Linked DNA regions of Danio rerio: all the other regions are linked to region 3. A link is a contact called in public Micro-C data. All regions are on one chromosome and are shown on one strand. Each heading gives the region's core, a stretch centred on a gene start, on an enhancer-like site or on the middle of the called end of the contact. The rest is flanking DNA. Distances are from core to core; before and after follow the strand shown.

Region 1 (3,146 bases), core at 115-2,614, 160 kb after region 3:
TATTTGGTCATTTTGCCGATTTATCAAGCATTCTGATAATATTGTGCATCCCTAAAGTAAGGCATTTACTGAACTTGCATGTGTTGTAATGATCGTCACTCTCGGCTGCGCAACGACGCCGCACTCAGCCTAATGCACTCTAAATGGACCCGTCTGAGCTCTCATCCCATTACAAACACAAGCCTCAGACTCCCTCCTGCACTCCTGCTTATCCCCTTAAGACTCATCCCGCTTACTGCACATCGACCTCATCCTGTTGAAATGGAGCTTCTCGCCCATTACCAGGGAATAATGAGGCCTGGCTGATTTTCTCCCTCGCTGTGCACAAGGCTTAATCACTGTACAAATGCGCAAGCCGCCGTATTGAGCTCACGCTTGGCACTTATAACAGTGGGTTTCCGCAGATGGGATATGAAGACGCTGTCATATTATTGAACCAAGTGAATGGAGGTCATCCAGTAAATGCTGAAGTCAAGCTGTGTGTGTGGAGCTTTTCCCTTACTCCATTTCCAACAGGTGGTGCTGCTGCTGCTGCATAGCCATTTCAATCTGTAGACGGCAAATCTATAGGTTTAGATATTTATTCTAACATTATTATTATTATTATTATCATTATTATCATTATTATTATTATCATTATTATTATTAATATTAATATCATTATTATTGTTATTAATATTATTATTATCATTATTATTATTATTATTATTATTATTATTTTGGCCAATTATTTGCACCTAATATATATATTTTAATTAATATTATATTAAAATAAATTTGTTATACTAATGTATTTTTATTTAGATCATTCTAATTTATTTGCTCGCTTTTTAACTATATCTTAAAGTTGCAGTCCAATATTCATATAAATAAAAAGTATATATTATAAATAATATATACAAAACCCACAACAAATTCCATCACACCTACTGTACATACACTTCAGTTTTGATACTTTTCCATCAGTGGAAATGCAATCAGATCAATTTGAGTACCGGCTTTGGCACCAGCACCAGCATGGTTGAAAAGGAGTTGCTCTCTTTCAAAGCATGGCTTGCCCTGAGCTTTATCGCCCAAAAATACCTTTTGGTGCTTTATCCTCTGCGCGATGTGTCACCCTTCTGTTGCTGCCTTCAGGAAAGGGCCGTGTTTACCATCCTAACAGGTCTTATATGTGTCACCGGGTGGCTGCCTGGGTAGTTGGCAAGATATTTTAAGTAACCATGCAAGATTTGACTTTGAAAATGTGCTCTCTTTTTTTTTTTTCTTCTCATCAGTTTCATTTTTGACTTACAGTTCCTCTCTAAATGCATCAGCTCTTTGTTACTCAACACACATGCATAGACAAATGGACCAATCAGCCTATAGCAGTGCATGTTGAAAGACTGTAATCTCTTAGTCATGACAGTGAAGTGTCTAATGAAGGAGCTGAGGCATTCCCACTCATTTTTGCCAATTTATCATCATTTAACACAGCTACTTTTGCTAAATAAGTACCATATAATCTTCACTGCAATGCTTGGTGTTCAGAAAGAGGCTTATTTAATGCTCTGATGCTCAAGATACTAGTGCTTATCAAACATATCTGAATAGCAGCTGTCAAATCTGTTTAGCCTCCTCCATGAATTTTGAGTCATTGCAGTTCATTTGAAACTAATACCAGAGCTTATAGTGAATCCTTTTGCCGTTTCAACAGCCTTTTGCTCCCTCTTGTGTTGCAAGAACGCAAGCAAGCATGTTAATGAAGTCCATGCTGAAGCAGAGCACTGCGATTGTGCTGTAATGGAAAGTCAGAGATGGTGTTTTAACGCTGTCATCGTGACCTGTTTTGCAGGTTGGAGTCAGAGTGATAAAAGTGTCACTTTAGCCTCAGAGCGGACGCCCAGGTGCTCGATAGGGCCTCACTGCCATGACTTTTGTTTTTATATATACACATGACATTATATATGCAGTTGTGCTCCGATGTTTTGCATACCCTTTGCATAATCTGTATTAAATGTTTAAGATTTCATTCAACTCTATTTAAAAGAAGGTTAAAAAGGCTTAATTTACAGTCGAAGGGCTTCAAATTGTTAAAATATGTGTACTTTTAAATTTAAGACTTCATAGCTTTAAATGATGCATGCACTGCAAAAAAAATGTTTTAAGATGATTTATTTCAGAGCAAATTTGAAGATCATTTATAGCTTTTCATCTGAGGAACTGAACTAAATAAATTGTATGCTTCAACAAGAAGAGACTACAGAACAGGGGTGCCCAAACTTTTTGTTAATAAGTGTCAAAAACCAAACTTCAATTGAGGCTAGTGGGCTGAAGGTAATTATAGTTGACTTGTAATTTCCAAATTTATTTTATAATGTTAAAAATGACTAGAAAACATTGTTTTATATTAACTAATAAAGTTTTATATATATATATATATATATATATATATATATATATATATATATATATATATATATATATATATATATATTATTACAGTAAAAACGAAACCTCGTTTATAACAAAATTACACCAGTTTTTGCCTTGATTTGCTAGTCGATGTCTTCTGTGTAGTCAATCTGTTGAGTGGCAGTATTTGCATTTATAAATATGTAAAAATAATAAATAAAAATATTAAATAATAAATAAAAGAAACAAAAAAGGTTATGTCAAATTAGAAAATGTACTCTCCCCCACCCCCTCCCTCGATTTTTCTGTTAGATGCGATGGTGGGCCAAATCAAAGGTTACAATGCGCTAACTTTCGCCCGCGGTTCCTACTTTAAGCATCTCTGCCATAGAATAAACACTGGACTTTTGTTATGAACAGTAGTAATTCCTTTTAAAAAGGTCTAAAATCTTCAAACCCACTAAAAACAGCGAGAGTTTTATTTTGTTGATCTCTAGAACCTGTATAAAAAATGTATATTGTTACATTACATCATTAACCTGTAATACAAGTATATTGTTTGGGCAAAGTAGCTGAAATTGATTAATTGTTAGGGTTTGTTTCTCAGATTGCAGATTTAGCTCTACGTCTGCATGATTTGAGAGAATCTGTGCTTCAGAATAAGCAAAAAAAAAAATAAGTACAAAGCTTTTACAGGTTTTAAATTAATTATTATTAATAAACAATATGAAAATGTTTTTAGAAAAATAAAG
Region 2 (3,297 bases), core at 423-2,922, 200 kb after region 3:
TATATAATGCTTAGTTATTGTGTTCAGCAATTTACAAGTGGTAAACACTAACATGCATTATGATCCTGTTAACATGTTTTTCATGCTAAATATGCAGTGATATTAAGACTATCCTGCAAAGTATGTGCTGATGCTAGTTTGCTCAGTCAGTTGATCTAATCATTTAGTGATTCACATTAAAGGAAAAGTTCAATTCAATTCATGTTTATTTCTTTAGCGCTTTTACAATGTAGATTGTGTCTTCCTGTAAATTGAAACAGTGTCAGTCCAGTTTTCAGAGTTGAAGTTCAGTTTAGTTCAGGTCAGTGTGGGTTAATTTCACTTAAAGTCCAAACACTGAAGAGCACAACTCCCAAAACAAGCGAGTCAGTGCTGAGGAATAAACTTCACCAATTGACGAAAGTGAAGGAAAAAGAAAAACTAGAGAGAAACCAGGCTCAGTTGGGCACGACCATTTCTCCTCTGGTCAGATGTTGGTTTTATATTCACACATTGATTCATTGTTGAACACTGAAAACTTGTGACAGCCTCCCTATATTGTTTTTTCCAAGCTACTTTTAATATTCGGTCTAAAATTGCATGCAAGTATGACTTAAAAACAAGATTAGCACTAATTATTTAATTGTGAACAATGTTGTACTTTGATAGTCATTGGCTGCAAATATGATATTTAGAATTTTCAAAGAATATTTTTCTAAAATTACATTATTAAGAAAGAAGTGCGAATATTAAACCAACTTTACGCCAATATGAATCAGAATTAATTTTATTGCCAAGTGTGCTTCAGTTCACACACAAGGAATTTGTTTTGGCTACAGAAGCATCCAGTGTACATAAAGTGACAACACGAAAATAAATATAAATAAAAGACAATAAACATTAAACAGAGATGCAGTTGGTCAAAAACATCTGGATGTTGAATTGTATGTACAGATTTGTTATAAATATACAGGTTGCTGTGTGCAGACGCGTATGGAGAAAGTATTGCATTGTATATAAGGTGATATAAAGTGGTGTTATTCGCTGACTAATCAAATATGGATTTACTCGAACTTCGGATAGATGCTTTGAAAGATTGGCACTATGAGTAAAGAAGGCCATTCAAAGCTATTTTGTAGCTCCAAACTACTTCATAAGAGTGCGATAAGATCACGAAACAGTTCTCTATAATCTGTCATTTGGGGAACATGTGGAAACACACATACATGAGTGGTAAACAATGCTTTACTCAGGTTTCCTCATGAGACTGTCCGCTTATCTAAATTCTGACAGTTACAAAATCTCACCGAGACGTTTCACAAGACAATTGGTCACGAGAAAACGAAAGTTAACAAGGACATTTGCGATAGAAATTAAATAATAGTTAATCTCCGCTCCAATGTGTTTCATAAGTGCGCCGCATATTATAGGCAATATATATATTGATATTCGTTTATGTCAAGTTTTAAATAACTTTTTGCATTTAATAGCACTGTCATACTCACCAGGCGATCGCGTCTTGTGTACAGCAACTTGTTTTGGGAAATGCTGCTCTTCCTGATCCAAACGTCAGTGGAAAGCGCTAAACGCACATATATGATATCAAGAATGATTGGTGCGTTACAGTCAGCCTGACACAGGTTTATGTCTATCCACCTTCATATGGATCTACTGTAGCGCTGCTTCCATTCACTGCATTGAATCAGCTGACGGAGTGCGTCATGACGCGGACGGGATTTCCCTGCTGAGGTCATTCCGCGTGACGCACTCAGATATAGGCCGAATCGAGGGGCTTTTCGAGACCCCTATATTGATTTTAGTATGACAGTCATCATGATTTCCTATTTATGTGGAAATGCTGTGGGTGAAAAAAAAAAGCCTGGCACTTTCTTTCCATAACTTTTATAAATAGCTTTGGCATAATGTGCTTCAATACAGAAAACATAATAATAATAATAATAATAATAATAATAATAATAATAATAATAACAATAATAATAATAAAAATAATAATAGCAATAATAATACATTTTATTCAAAGCGTCTTTCAAGAAACTCAAGGTCACTGTACGACATATATACAATTATTATACAATAATTAAAAAAATCAATAAACTAACATGGATATATAAAATAGAGAAGATGATCAAATACAAAGACCAAAATACTAATTGGAGCAGTGCAGTTATGGTATTTTAATACACAATCATTAGTATTTGTAAGATAATGAAATGAGGATGCATTGAATTTTCATGGAATGTATTGACTTTGTTTGTGCACTAGATGGAGCCACAGAAACAGATCTAAATGCACATGGGTCAAGGACGTCCTTTTTAGTGTCCAAATAAAACTTTGAGGAAGGCCTAATACTTTTCAGGGATATTAAATGCATGATCCATCATCCATCAAATGCATTCTTATTCTGATTTGTAGTTATTAAATAATAAAAAAGTGATCATGCACTAAAAACATAATTATTCATTCATTTTCCTTAGGCTTAGTCCCTTTATTCATCAGGGGTCACCACAGCGGAATGAACTGCCAACTTATTCAGCATATGTTTTGCTCAGCGAATGCCTTTTTAGTTGCGAACCAGTGCTGGGAAACAACCATACAATCATTCACACACTTACAATACAGCCAATTTAGCTTATTGAATTCAGCAGTTTTGGTGTAAAGTGAATTCTCACAGTCGGTGGTCTGTTACAGTATACATACAGAGTTATTTATATAAATCGTCACCTTAGAATTATAAGGTTGACTTTTTGACTTAGAATTATAAGGTTATGTGACTTTTTTTGTCAAAATTGAGTTATTAACATATTTTTATTAAATGACACCTTATTTACATTATGGGATTTTTTTTACAAGTTGTCTACATTTTAAGATGTTTTATTTTGAAAACAAATGGTACCCACATACTGTTTGCTAAATGGAATGCAAAAACTTTAAAGCTCAATATCTCAATCATTCAGAACACAGATAGAACCGTATAATTCCAAGGTGCATGACGAAATGATGATTAACAGAGCAAGGCATTTTTTACAGCATGTCTGATAATATTTTTTTTCTTCTGGAGAAAGTCTTATATGTTATATTTTTGGCTGGAATAAAAGCAGTTTTTAATTTAAAAAATGTAAGGTCAAAATTATTAGCCCCCTTAAGCAATATATTTTTTGATTGTCTACAGAACAAACCATCATTATGCAATGATTTGCCTAATTACCCTAACTTAGTTAGCCTAATCAACCTAATTGAGCCTTTAAATTGCACTTTAAGCTGAATACTAATATATTGAAAAATATCTAGTCAAATCAA
Region 3 (3,020 bases), core at 258-2,757:
TTAGCGTGGGTTTCCTCTGGGAAACATATCTAAAGACATGTGGTTTTGGTGAACTGAATAAGCTAAATTTGCCGTAGTGGCGACCCCTGAATAATAAAAGAACTAAGCCGAAAAGAAAATTAATGAATAATAATAATAATAATAAATCAAATCACTTTTATTGTCACATCATCAGCAGCATGTGTGCTATGATGAGTGAAAAGCTTAGGTGCTGGCTCCAGACAGTACAAAATACAAACAGTGCAATTACAACGACATGGCAAAATCCAGACAGTGCAAATACAACGACAATGTAAAATTGACAGTGATATGTACAATGAATAGGTGTCCACATAGTTGAGGATAATAATAAATATAATAATAACAATAACAACAATAACAACAATAATAATAATAATAATAATAATAAAGTCCCTTCAAATAAAGTGTCTAAATTTAAAATTGTTTAGGTATTAGTACTGAAAAGCAAAACTAGTGTAATAAATTCTGTGTATTAATTACCCCCAAAAAATTAAGGGAGGGGCTTTATTGGATTCTACACACCGGAGCCAATCAACATTAGCTACAAACGAGACTGACCCTCGACTAAACTACTTCCATAACAACATCCTCTGCTTTCAAACAAAGCTGTTGTGTGTTTAAGGTTTGTTTTGCGCAACAATAAACACTAGCTTTGGAGTTTAGCTAAACATTTTCCCGGCGAGGAGATACTTTGTAACTATTCTACGCGTCCGCGATATTTTGTAACCGATACATATTTTCCTGCTGACGTCACAGAGAGTGAGGAGAGACTTCGTAACAATTACTATTCAATCCCGTAGCCGTCTCGCGGACAATTTAAACCTGCTTCACACAGGGACAAGCTAATAAATCAGGAATGAAAGTGCGAAATGCACATGTAGTCACAGGGCTTCCTCTTGACACCGCCTGGGCTGGAGCTTAGGACGGATTCTCAACGGCTTTTACCACACAATAGAGTCCAGGTTGTCCGTGTATGTCGACTCATAAACCTTGCGATGGAAAGAGACTCTCTGCCTGCTCCCTAACACGGAATGTGTGTGTATTTCTCCTTCTTTTCCCTCCTCCTTTTCCTCCATTGCCTGCTGGCGCAACAGCGTTTCATTTGAAGAGTCACTCGTGCGCATATTGAGAAATCTCGGGTTTATTTACCTTCCCTTTAGTTTGTCCGGACACATACGGACGAATATAGCCTGTCATTATGCAATATACCGATATATCTCCATATAATCCCACACTATCAATGGGCTGTGTCCGAGCAGACTCTTCAGCTGTGGAAAAATCACTTTGAAAAGCTCCTTACCTTCTTCTACAAGAGGTTAGTCCGGTTTGGTGAGATGGCTGTGCCTGTGTGTAGTGTTGTAGATGGACCGTTATCACTTTGAGAGCTGGTAACGGAGGGGAAAGCCCTGTTTTAGAGACTTCTGTCGTTTTCTTCCTCTCTTTGCCAGATCTAAGAGCCAGGGCGCTTCAAGTGACGTAACGAACCGGGATGCGCGCGCCCGACACTGGCCTCCATGACCGCGGTATGTGCACGAGCTTATGCGAAGTGACACCATTAAGGCTGGGTGAAGTGCTGGTTATATTCTTCTAAGTTCACAGTGGTCAGCATAAAGGAGTGTACCCCTTTTGAAAATTAAGATTTCTCAATTTAAACATTTAAAAAAAAAAATTTAATTTATATTCATCAGGGTAAGAGTTAGGTCACCTCATCTTAAGGAATAGAAAGATAATACATTTAAATTAAAGAATTATTGCAAACAACAATTACAAACTACACATTTTCAACCATTTCTTTAATGTTTCTCTTGATTTTTCCTGTTTAATAAAAATATATTTATTTTTCTCCAAAATTTAAATTTTACTGTACTAATTCTAGTACTTGGCCAAGTACTAGTACTTGGACCTTACACAAATACATCCTTTAGAAAATATGAATCTAGAGAGAGACATTTGTGAGGTGTGTATATTCTGTTCATGATTTATGGTGTGAAAATTAAAAGTTATTTTATTATTTCATAAATATACACAAAATCATTTTAGAAATATTTTCATTTATTCATTTTCTTTTTGGCTTAGTCCCTTTAATAATCTGGGGTCGCCACAGCAGAATGAACCGGCAACTTATTCAGCATATGTTTTACGCAGCGGATGCCCTTCCAGCTGCAACCCATCACTGGGAAAACATATTTACATTTAAAATTTAAATATTTAATTGTATTGTTTTAAATTAAATGTTATAATAAATGTGTAATAATTGTTTTTATGTAATATACAATAATTATAATAATTTATATATATGGATATGTATGTGTGTGTGTGTGTGTGTGTGTGTGTGTGTATATATATATATATATATATATATATATACATACACACACACACACACACACACACACACACACACACACACACACACACACACACACACACACACACACACACACACACACATACTGTACTGTTCTCCCTCCTGTGAATAATAAATGATAAATGTGAATATAGTAATTATAATAATTATAATATATTACATATACATAATTAGTAAATATTTGTTATAACATTTAGTTATATTTAATGTTCATAAAATACTTGTGTGTGTGTGTAAATGTGTATTAAATAAAAATTAACTTGAAATTTTCACACCATCAATCATATGAACAGAATCATATGCTGCTAGAAAATAATACAGGCATAAAATATTGCCAATTATTTATTTATATACTTATTTTATCTATTTGTACGTTTGTTAGATAGATAGATAGATAGATAGATAGATAGATAGATAGATAGATAGATAGATAGATAGATAGATAGATAGATAGATAGATAGATAGATAGATAGATAGATAGATAGATAGATAGATAGATAGATAGATAGATAGATAGATAGATAGACGGACGGACGGACGGACGGACGGACGGACGGACGGACGGACGGACGGACAAACAGACAGACAGACAGACAGATAGATAGATAGATAGATAGATAGATAGATAGA

What was found. A called contact is a pair of places that touch in the nucleus more often than the background predicts.
Region 1: a Micro-C map of caudal fin shows a contact between it and region 3, with 5 times the contacts expected there. The contact joins the enhancer-like site here to the promoter of erc1b in region 3. A contact is called at or near these places in 2 of 18 Hi-C or Micro-C datasets (caudal fin and hematopoietic stem cells) and 1 of 4 datasets of contacts at active chromatin or transcription factors (caudal fin).
Region 2: a Micro-C map of caudal fin shows a contact between it and region 3, with 6 times the contacts expected there. The contact joins the promoter of optn here to the promoter of erc1b in region 3. A contact is called at or near these places in 1 of 18 Hi-C or Micro-C datasets (caudal fin) and 2 of 4 datasets of contacts at active chromatin or transcription factors (caudal fin and embryo).

Annotation. Positions count from the first base shown.
Region 1 is chr4:8,539,714-8,542,859 of GRCz12tu, reverse strand. All of the region lies in intron 24 of wnk1b (WNK lysine deficient protein kinase 1b), which reads left to right. Among named protein-coding and RNA genes, the nearest start is that of si:ch211-240l19.5, 11 kb to the right of the region's middle. Within about 2 kb of position 1,364, at least 7 of the 62 cell types and tissues checked have an H3K27ac peak or open chromatin away from gene starts, as enhancers often do. A contact at or near this core is called in caudal fin, where this site is marked.
Region 2 is chr4:8,501,525-8,504,821 of GRCz12tu, reverse strand. optn (optineurin) reads right to left here and starts at 1,672. Exons shown (of 14, transcript NM_001100066.2): 1 at 1,485-1,672.
Region 3 is chr4:8,699,738-8,702,757 of GRCz12tu, reverse strand. erc1b (ELKS/RAB6-interacting/CAST family member 1b) reads right to left here and starts at 1,507. Exons shown (of 21, transcript XR_012401815.1): 1 at 1,322-1,507. It overlaps LOC141381588 (a long non-coding RNA gene), which reads left to right and starts at 551. Exons shown (of 5, transcript XR_012401884.1): 1 at 551-1,336; 2 at 1,470-1,544.